Regions from separate parts of the Gossypium hirsutum genome. Here region 2 is linked to region 1. A link is a contact called in public Hi-C data. All regions are on one chromosome and are shown on one strand. The core of a region is the stretch at or near the end of the contact, and the rest is flanking DNA. Distances in the headings are between cores, read along the strand shown. Region 1 has its middle 96 kb from the start of LOC121208789. Region 2 has its middle 55 kb from the start of LOC107897835.

The links. A called contact is a pair of places that touch in the nucleus more often than the background predicts.
Region 2: a Hi-C map of leaf shows a contact between it and region 1, with 6 times the contacts expected there. The contact joins two enhancer-like sites. A contact is called at or near these places in 2 of 34 Hi-C or Micro-C datasets (both in leaf).

The regions. Positions count from the first base shown.
Region 1 is chrA10:50,626,251-50,632,300 of Gossypium_hirsutum_v2.1, reverse strand. It overlaps the pseudogene LOC107895792. Among protein-coding and RNA genes, the nearest start is that of LOC121208789, 96 kb to the right of the region's middle. Within about 2 kb of position 3,225, at least 7 of the 9 cell types and tissues checked have an H3K27ac peak or open chromatin away from gene starts, as enhancers often do. A contact at or near this core is called in leaf, where this site is marked.
Region 2 is chrA10:51,442,692-51,447,920 of Gossypium_hirsutum_v2.1, reverse strand. It overlaps the pseudogene LOC107897834. Among protein-coding and RNA genes, the nearest start is that of LOC107897835, 55 kb to the left of the region's middle. Within about 2 kb of position 2,515, at least 7 of the 9 cell types and tissues checked have an H3K27ac peak or open chromatin away from gene starts, as enhancers often do. A contact at or near this core is called in leaf, where this site is marked.

The DNA of each region.
Region 1 (6,050 bases), core at 1,976-4,475:
TCTGCCTATTGATTCCTGGTATCTGCCTTCAGAAAAATGTCTTGCAACAAATTCATTTTTGTACTCATTAAAATGAGATGAAAGTCTGGACGCCAAGGAAAACGGTCACGCAAAAGCATTAACAGAAAGTCCACATTCATGCCTCTTTCACCAAGACTCTCTCCTTTTTCTGAGGATATTCTGACACCATCTATTTCAATTGAAACCATTCGGAACCTAACGTTTAGTTGCAGCTCTCAGAAAGATAGCTTTCATGTTGGATGCAAGATGTTTTCCTTCAAAAGACTGCATCACCTTTGCACTGTTACTTTCCTTCAAGCTTTCTTGGTTTTTCTGAAGTTCAGCACTGAGTTCTCTTGGCAAAATATTATTCGAAAGTAGAAATTGCATCAGCTCTCTTTAATCTAGAATTATCACAAGGCATTGTGTCCCCTGAGATATCCAAGAGATTTTTGACTGACCTCCAATCCTCACCTTCCCTAAGGTTGTGGCTGTCATTCTATGAAGAACCGAAGGCTCTTCCTCTATTGGTTACACAAGAACTTCTCCACTTTATTTAGAATATTCATCATAGATAGGTTCTAATAGATCATAATCTTGCTCTTCCGCATGCATCTTGCAAAGAGAACAAGCAACTTCAACATTAATTCCACTCTCATTTAATTCTAGGGCATGCACTAACCGCTCTTTCAATCCACCTCGTAGCGCAGGGTCTATGGGTCCAACATCATAAAAGGGGTTTTCTTTCTCACCAAAATTAGATTTATCAGTGAGACTACCTTCCAATATGTCAAATTGATTGGGGCACCTTCCAGAATCTCCATCAAGGTTCTCTCTTGTTCCTGTTGCAACCAAGCATAACGTGCATGTGATAATTCTTCAATTGCACCTTGTAGCGCAGCCAATTCTGTTTTTTGATCCTGATTTCCTCCTCCTCAAACTCTTATCAACCCAACCATGGCTTAAAAGCAAACCTTAACATAGACCTCAGATCTAATTAGGCTCTAATAGCAAAACCAACGTGGTTAAAGGGAGAAAACAGTGACAACAGAAAGAATTAGGGCTGAACAAACAAGTAGCAAAGATGGAACTCTGGAAAACTTGGGGTTTTACCAGAACCTCCAGTTTCTTTATATCAATTCAAAGAAAATAATAATAATAATAATGTAAAGTTATATAAGCTTTCCTTTCTTGCAAGTAAAGTTACTAGGCTTTCCTGCAAATAAAGTTTTATTCTAGCCCTAGATTTAAACCCAAAAGATACTTAATAATTGTAGCCATCCATAATATATCTAATGCTAAATAAATAAAATTGAAAGAGTAAAACATTATAAACTAAATAAAAGCTCCTGCATCAGAAGGATTGATCTTTTAACAGCTATACGTGAAATAGGAGAAAATCCATGAAGTTATTCTCTCATATATACTCTCCAGATTTATTAATCAAAAAGACTCACAAGACCATGACGATCCCGATCACTCTTGAAACCTTGAAGCCACCTAGAACTTATATGATATTTTGTGGATCCACCCTGAATAAACACATCACACAAAATTAAAATTTAGCATGGAAAGTTCTATAGAGATGCTACACATACAACAGCAAAAATGTTAAACTTTCAAGGCAGCATTGAATGTAGATACTATCGTTAAAATACACTAATATTGCATTCCAAGTTTACAACCAAGAAATAGTTGTGGTACAAAATCACCCTCCTCTCTTCAAGGACTACTAATCAAGTCACTCATTATAAAACTGTGAAATTTTCAGAGCAAATTATGGTGAAAATCATATCTTGACATTAGCATACTTTTAATACTATGTGCTTACTTGTCCAAGAAGAGATGCAATACAAACGCCAGTATGGACAAGAGGACCTTCTTTTCCCAGAGCTAACCCACCTCCAACTGAACCAATACTTCCAAAAATCTACAAATTACAATGACAAGAATGCAACTGGAATAGATCTAGATACAGTAAATGGCATGGATACGGATTGATAAACCTAAAAACCCTAATCTAAATTTAAAAGAATTTTAAAATACTACCAGCACATAAATTTTCTACTAAAAAAGCTGTGAACCATAAATGGACAACTGGTTTATGTCTCAGCAACAAGATCATGCTGGCAAGATTATCATACCTTTCCAATCAAGGTTCTAAGAAGAAGGATACCAGGAATATCAATTCCTGAGGATTAAGATAAGCATTGGATCGTCAGACTACACAACACTTATGACAGAGCATTAACATTAATGAGTATTGTGTGGAAAATGGATTGGAAAATATCAAAACTTACCATTCAAATAACCCTTGATTTCAGGAATACCAGATCCTGCTGCTGCTGGAGCAAATTGGGTAATGATAGATACAGAAGAAAAGACTAAGGCTAAGTTGATTAGTATGTAAATTAGACAACCAGCCAGATATGACTTCTGTATTATGTTAAATGTCAAGGAAAACTTCCATCCAGCAAAGTTCTCGACTGAAATATTGATAAATACAGCAGCAAATCCAGTACCTGAAAAGAAATTACATAAAAACCATCCATTCTACCAGATACTTTATGGGAAAAAATTCATCCAAGAAAGGGATAGAAGTTCGCTATCTATACAAAAAGGATCACTTAAAAGCAGAGCAATATGCAAACTCTTAATTTAATCCAGGTCAAATGACGATTCATCTAATTATCACTAAATCTTTCTCCGCCTATCAATTATGGAAATGAAGAATACTATTTCACCACTTACGAGCATAGTTTCCGAATACGTTGTATGTGTCGATTCAAGGTACATGTGCAGAGCACACGTTGGGGTTGTAGTATGTTAGGACGGTGACCCAACTGAATACATAAATAGAAAGACCACAAACCTAGCTTTTCATCAGGTCTCAAGGCTGAAGAACTGAACTGCTAGAAGAATGCACTGGTAGCAGTGGCGGGTCACTGGTGAAGAAGAAAGGCACCATCAAAGAGGCTGAAACCATCTTTGCAGAAGGTATTTACATCCTAATCTTAAAATAAGATGGTAATCATATTTAGGAGCAAACTTCTCCCGGGCTCTCAACTCCCCCTTTTTTTTCATTTCTTTTTCTTCAACGGAACTCTTTCTGTTTCAGTCTTTGTGGAGAATCAACACCAACCAGTGATATTGAGACACTGAGCAAGGGCTTCTGATTCATGGTTTGCTGGGTTTGTGAAATTGGACCTCGTACCAGGCGATCCAGTTCATGCTACAAGGGGTAAGGTAGTGAAGTAGGGGTAGGTGGTGCAAATTTAAGGTAAAACCGAATTAATTCGGATATACTGTCGAATTTAGTTAAGCAATCAGTTAACTAAATTATAAATTAATTTAGTCGGACTCGGTTAATAATTTTTTAAAAGTTCGGTTAACGGTTAATTCGGTTCGAAATCAGTCGAGTTAACTGAATTAACCGAATTTAATAAATAATATTATAATATATAAGTATTCAATCAGTTCGGTTAATTTTTTGAAAATATAAATTAATTAATCAGTTAAGTCGGTTAATTTTTTATATGTTTTATAGTTGTTTTAACTAAAAATAAAATATATATATAAATAAAAGGTCGGCTAATTCAGTTAATTGTAGTTCAGATCGGTTAACTATTAAATACTCCTAATTAGGGGAACTATGCTCGAGTGCAAACTATGTAAAATATAATTTTCAAACAATCTTAACTACCCATTATGATTCTAAACTTTTTACCCTTTCTAAGTTATTAAAAATTAGAAAGATTTAGTAAATAAATGAAACTAAAATAAATGTCACTCCATTCTCCCAAATTAAAATCATTCCATCAAATACAACCCAAAATGTCAAAATCAGCTTAAAAAATAAATTTCTCCTTTTAAAAACCACAAAATCTAAGTCGAAACTGATTCCAGAAACAATAACTTACCGATGCCTATAAGCAAAGCGAAGAACCATTTCATCCCCGCGTTATATCCAACAAAAAGCTTTCCTCTCTGTGCCTAAATTATTAAATTCCAAAACACACAAAAAAATATAGTTCAAAAAAGCCTAAAAGATCAATAACTTAAAACTGAAAATTTACCCTTCTTTTCTTTACTTTCAAATTTAAAGTTACAGTTACATGTTCTTCTCAATAAGCATAGTTCTCAATAACTTCGTAATCTAGGCTCTCTACACAATTCCTATTGTTTGTAGTACTCAACAGTCCAACTCCGTCAAGATCACCTTCTTCCGAACGTGGAAGCCGAGACCAAACAAGCCTCGCCGTTTCCATTCCGTTTTGAAAACAATTCGATAATATGATCAATCAATTTTCAAAATCGATTGACCTCTTGAAACAATGCTACAACCCACTACGCTTCCACCAAATAATCTCCTTCAATTAATTTAAAAACAATTAGGAACGGAAAAGGAGAAAATTGACAGATAAGATTTTTGGAATGGAACGTTTCATGATTCGTAAACTGAAATATGAGAGAGAGAGAGAGAGAGAGAGAGATTCTCTAGCATAGTAACTTAACGTATTTCTCCATGTTCTTTCTATTTTAATAATTGAGATTTTTACGGTTGTTCCAATATGGGTCAAATATATTCCATAACTTTGAATCATATAAAAGAATGAACGGAATTATAAATAATGTGAAACCCTCTATTTGTAAGATTTAGTGGTATATATTGAATTAAATCCATGGTTAACATTATTAAGTCACTAATATTTTAACTAGATAGAATTTATTATGGGTTCCACGAATCGAGCCAATTTAAGTAAGTCAAATGAATCATATTTAATTAGTTGACCTTCATAGATACTCTATGTGCATTCGTCACAAGTTTTGATCTGCAGCCCGTGACATTCTTCCTTACTCATTCTCACGACGCCCTCGTTACGTCCTCAAATTGACATTATTTTAACTCGTCTCGAAACTATCTCGATGTCTTGACTTATGTCTTTGTCATCCCCTAACTCGAACTTTATTTCTCTCTTGTGCATCTTGTTCGCAAGAGTCCACCACTCTTACTTACCCCCATTGTGACTTACCTAGATTGTGATCCCTTAGATCCTCACAAATAGGTTTAGGCATGTCCACATTGAACACTAGACTAGCCTTGAGTTTTCGTCTATGTACACTTTTATTTTTTGAACAGATTGATTTAATAAAATTATTCATAAATTACATTAATACACTTTATATATTGTCTTCAATAGTTTTTCCATGCAAAGCAAAATGGAAGTAAATATTGACTCACTGGTTATATAATATTTAACTAATATTAAGCGGTATTACGTGGTTAGATTGTAATACAGAAAGACATCTTATATTAGTGGATGAGCCTAAACATGTCCTTAGTCTAATAAAAAATGAGCAAAACAATTGAAAGACTAATATGTCGTCTATCAAGTCCAATTGGGGAGATGATTTATCTTGTGCATCAGAGAAGATGACTCCTAGAAGATAGAAATGTAGATGTGACTAACTGGACTGATAGTACATCAGATAAGACCCATGTAGAATAGATCCTAAATCTGTTTTGTTGGCTTCGGTGCCTTAAGTGTAGTATTTTCGTCTAAGTACACTTGTAATTTTTCGAACAGATTGGTTAATAAAATTGTTAATGAATTACATTAATACTTTATATTATTGTCCTCAAACATTTTTTACACGCAAAGTAAAATGGAAGTAATTGTTACTTATTGATTGTCTAATGTTTAACTAATACTTAGCGGTATTACGTGGTTAGATCGTAATACCAAAAGACAAATTGTATTAGTAGACGAACCTAAACATGTCCTTAGTCTAATTGGAAATGAACAAACCAATTGAAAGACTAATATGTTATTTATCAAGTCCGATTGGGGAGATACTTTGTCATTAAATAAAAATAATACATATTTTCTAGAAAACAAACTCCCTTAAGTATTAGAAAAGACCTAATTTGCCACAATAAATTTTGGCAGATCACCTTTACTTAAGTTGCTTGAGAAAATGCCTAATTACGCTAAGTTTCTTTGTGAAATCATGTATAGGCATAAGAATATAGGCAAAGGTGAAATGAT
Region 2 (5,229 bases), core at 1,266-3,765, 820 kb before region 1:
TCATTTTTTTTGACTAAATATATCATAAATAAAAATATATAAATTATTTTATGTTACTAAATATTGCTAATATTTATTTTTTTAATATTTCTATTGTAAAGTTTAAAACTAATATTTGATAAAAAATGATACTAGCAAAATACTAACCCTAAATCTATGAACTAAAGGGAACAACTTTTAATACAAATCTAAAAATTTAAAAAGCAAATCGCATGCAAAATTTTAAAATAATTTTTTTTTGAAAGAACTAAAACTGATTTTTCTTTTTTTAATTTATCAATTCAACCTATTCACAAAATATTTGATCCTATGATATCTACTGAATCTTACAGAACACCAAATCTCAATTGAACTATTTCAACCAGTGGATCAGATAGAATCATATTAACACCGTCCTAAACGATAAACCTTGGTCAATGACGGTATTTCTATTCAGACCGAATGATAGCAAGTAAACAACACATTTGAGCCAGAAAGATATTAGTAGTCTACAAACGAAAATTGAAATGCAGACTGGTAGAACTTTTGAGGCCAAAGGTAAGAAAATTAAATCTCATACTAGTTTAGAGTTTGAATCAACAAAATACAACAAAGTTTAACTACCAAGAAGCTGCACAATACCATCAATGAGTCCAGTTGGTAGCAAAAAACTGTGACCTCCTACTTGTAAGGAACATCATCTATCTTAAATTGCTCTTCAACCATTTCAAGAAACAAGAGTGTGATTTGTTACTTAAGCCAGTGCAAGAACAATCATTAATAAGGAAAAAGATTACAAGACGACCAAAGCAAGCAATTCATTCAGAGAAAAGGAAACCAAAATCCAAGCAAATAATGGCACAGTTAGACTAAATGAAATCAAGATGCGTACTGGGTTTAATCGTGTCATTGTGCTGCTGGCACTTCTCACAAGAGAACAGTCAAGTTGAAAGAGTAAAGAATGAAGAAGGATCTTGTTGTCCTTGCTGATAGGACACTGTCACATCATCTCAACTTGGCATCTTCCTACTATTGTTTTCTACTTGTCAACCTTTCATTTTGGTGATTTTCTGATGCCCCAAACAATCAAAACATTATACAGACACATTCAGAAACAGCACATGTAAAGCCAACTTTTCCGGGAAAATAAATCTCTCTAACAACAACTGAAACAACTGAAATTGAACTTTTCTATCAGTGTTGTTAAAATGAGCAAGCATCATTCTGTAAACTAATTTACAGCATAACACGTTAACAGTTGTATTACATCTACTTAGTTTCAAAGGGTACGTGTTAGGCAGAATGCCAGTGCGTCCAACCAGATTTAACAATGCCATTAAAACAAGAATATGGAGCAAAGGAACTCCCAGTTACTACTTAGCCTAAAATGCAAATCTTTACAATATAATGAGCTCAGGGCTCAAGAGCCGAGACCTGCTTACATACATGAAACCTCGACAAATTTCTATTTCAGCATGCAGTTTGAAAAAGTGTAATAAATCTTGGTGTGATATCATAATGAAACATTGGACTGCTCTTTCATTCAGATTAGCCATTCCCAATAACACAGAATTCAACAAGAAGTAAAAGAAACCAAAGTGAAGAAGTCAAAATCTCAAATGAATGGCGTCCTCTGCCTAACCTTAGCCTTCTCAGCATCAATGATAGATCCCCCACCAAATTAACAGCCTCCTCAAGCTTCCCATGTGCATTCACAACAACATAATCGAATCTCTTAACAAACTTCACCTCCTGTCTGGCGGTAGCAATCCTGACTAGCAATTCCTCCTTACTCTCAGTCTTCCTCTCAATCAGCCTCTCAACGAGCGCCAGCTCACTCTCAGCCACCAAAAATATGAACACCCCAGAATCTCCAAGTGTCTTCCTTAATGTTTCTGCCCCTTGAATATCTACTCTCAACACAATATCACACCCTTTTGCCATAAACTCTCTTATCTGCTTCTTAGGTATTCCTTTGTAATCACCATAAACTACAGCATACTCCACAAGCTCATCTTTTTCAACCATCGATAAAAACTCTTCCTTTGACACAAAATAGTAATCTTAGCCATCAACTTCACCAGGCCTAATTCCTCTACTCGTAGCAGTAACAACGAAATGAAGATTTTCTCTAACTTCTCTCAGTCTTTTGAAGACTGCATCTTTGCCTACCCCACTTGGACCACTTATAACAATGATTAAAGGGTTGGGGGCGCAGCAAATTCGGTCAGAGCTAAAAGAAGAGGCTAGAGAAGACTCCAAAGCACGAAGTAACTCTGGTTTAGAGACTTTGTCAAGGGAAGGAACGGAATAGAACTTTTGGGTATCAGCCATTTTGATGGTTGAAGTGTAAAAGAACGGCTTGGGATGTTGAAAAAGTAGGTTTGTTGGGGAGGAGAAGTGAAAGAGGTTTTGGGTGAAAGAAAGGAGAGAGTCTACGAAACATGAAAGAAGGATTTTGGTTTGGTTGAGATCCGATCGACAAGGTAGACGAGAAAGTCGAAAGAGGTTTCCATTGTCGTTGGGTTACTTTGGGAATTTTTAAGCATGGGTTTTGGGTTAAGGTAAAGGGACCTTCTGTTAAAGCCCAAAGCTTCCAATCAGGCCGATTCTTTGGACTATTTTTCAATTCCAGATCATCTTTCACTATTTGACTCGTGAAGTATATTGACTTTTTTATTTTGGTATTTAATTTTTTATAGTCCAATTTAGTATCTAAAATATTATTATGTTATAATTGAGTTTGCCGTCCTTGGCACGTTATTGTCTGTCAATCTGGTAAGGTGTTTAGGGTTTTATCGATTTCGTTTTTTGGTTCTTGTTTTGTGTAGGCGACGCTTCTTGGATGTGATCCTTTGCATATTGTAGACAGAAGGCATAGTTTGTGATAGTACCTACAAAGATGGAAAACGAACTGGCTCAACTTTCAATTAATGATGAAGATGAAGTTTTTCAAATACAACCAGATCTTAACAGAGAAGGAAGGGGGGAGATTTTCCAACTTGTGGGTTGTTTCTTAACCGCTAGTGTCATTCACTTTCCAGCAATGAGGAGTACTTTGGCTAATTTGTGGCATCCAATTTGTGGCGTTCAGATCCGATATCTAGGAGAAAAAAGGTGTCTGTTCCAATTTTTTCATATTATGGATTTGGAAAGGGTTATTAAGTGTTCTCCTTGGAACTTCAACAACCATTTGTTACTTCTTTATAAATTGGCTTGGGGAGAGGATCCACTACAAGTACCTTTAGTTATGACGCCGTTTTGGTTCAAATACATGATGTCCCCATTGGGTTATTTTCAGAGAGTTTGGCTGTTCAAATGGGGAATTTTTAGGGGTTTTTTGGAATATGATAGATCTAATCTGGGTAAGGAGAATAGGAATTTTATGAGGATTAGAGTCCAAATTGATGTAAGGCATCCTTTAAAAAGGAAGAAGCAGATTTCGTTTTCTAGGAGGTCATATGTCAATTTCAAATATGAGCGATTATCGTTATTTTGTTTTTTCTGTGGAAGATTGGGCTATAGCGATTCCTTTTGCGAAGCAAATATGGCACTTGGAGTGGAAGTAGCTAAAATGGGATGGGATTTGTCTTTACGAGCTTAGTCTCGAAGAGTGTTAGCAATGAACTGTATATGGCTAAGGGAGGATGGGGAGGGGAAAGTGGGAGACGGTGGGGGAAGTTATAAAGGAGGAGGGAGTGGGTATTGGAGGGTGGAAAATAAAAGAAGATGCGTAAAACTTGTGGACCCAGTTCTTGGATTCAATTTAGAAGGGGGATTATCAGATTCTAATCAAAGGGTGACGGATGTATTGTCAAAACAATTCCATGATTCCATGGAGCATGATTTGGAGGACCCAACACTTATAGGAAAGGAGGGGAAGAAAAGATCTAGAGTTGAATATGATAATTCCGCAGAAAATGATGATATCAGTAAGGTGCTGTCCAGAAATAGGAGAGTGGAGGAACACAATCTAATATTATCGACGGTTGCCAAAAGGCAAGCCGCCCGAACGCAATCAAAATTTTAAGTTGGAATGTTCGTGGTTTGGGGAGACCTCGAATAATCAGGAGACTTCGGCACTCGTTGAAGATTTTTAATCCCCATTTAGTCTTCTTTATGGAGACTAAACTTTGTAGTTTACAAATGGAGAGAGTTTGAAGAAGTTGTGGCTTTGAAAATGGAATTGAAGTTTATTCGAATGGAACGAGAAGAGGTTTGTGTATGGCATGGAGAAACGATATTGCGATCACTCTTAAAAGTTTTTCCAAGAGCCATATTGATGTGATCGTGGAAGACGCATAAATCAGTGGAAAGTGGCGATTTACGGGCTTTTATGGTACCGTTTATACTTGAGATACAGAAGACTCTTGGGCTGCACTGAAAACTCTTAAACACGATGAAGATACCCCTTGGTTTGTTTGCAAAGACTTTAATGAAATTATGTATGGCTTCGAAAGAAGTGAGGCTTACCTAGGGATGAAAGAAGAATGGAATTGTTTTGAAAAACGCTGGAGGAATGTCAACTAAATGAAATGGGTTTTTCAGGTAGGTGGTTTGCTTGGGAGAGGGGGAATCTACCTAAGACAAATATAAGAGAACAACTTGATCGGGGGGTTACTAATGCAAGTTGGATGGCTTTGTTTCCTGAAGCAATAGTTCAACATCTAGTTATCTTTTTCTGATCATTGTCCCCTATTGATTGAGGCTCATAAAAAAGAGGTCAAGATAAAAGGTGTTAATTTTAAATTTGAAGCATGGACTTTAAAAGACTCTTTTAATGAAGAAGTTAAATACCTTTGGGGAATGGCAATAGGGGATCTTTTGCAAAAGCTTGATTTTTTGAGAATAGGATTGAAAAAGTGGGCGGGATAGATACGAATGAATAGAAATTGGAAAAAGGAGATGTTAACAAAGAAATTATCAAAATTAGTAGAAGTTAAAAGGGATGAGAGGAATTTGGCTGACATGATTGACACAAAAATTTAGCTAAACTTTGAAATTGAAAAGGAAGAATATTATTGGGAACAGAGGGCTCGGTTAAACTGGTTGCAACTTGGCAATAGGAACACAGCTTTTTTTTCACAGTCATGCAACACAAAGGAGGAGGAAGAATTAGATTAAGAAGCTACAGAATGATAGTGGAGAGGTTATGGAAGATGTTCGAGAAATGGAGGGCATTACACGGGTGTATTTTGAGAATTTATTCAAAGCAGGGAGGACTACTTTTAATGAGCATTTTTTTTTGGG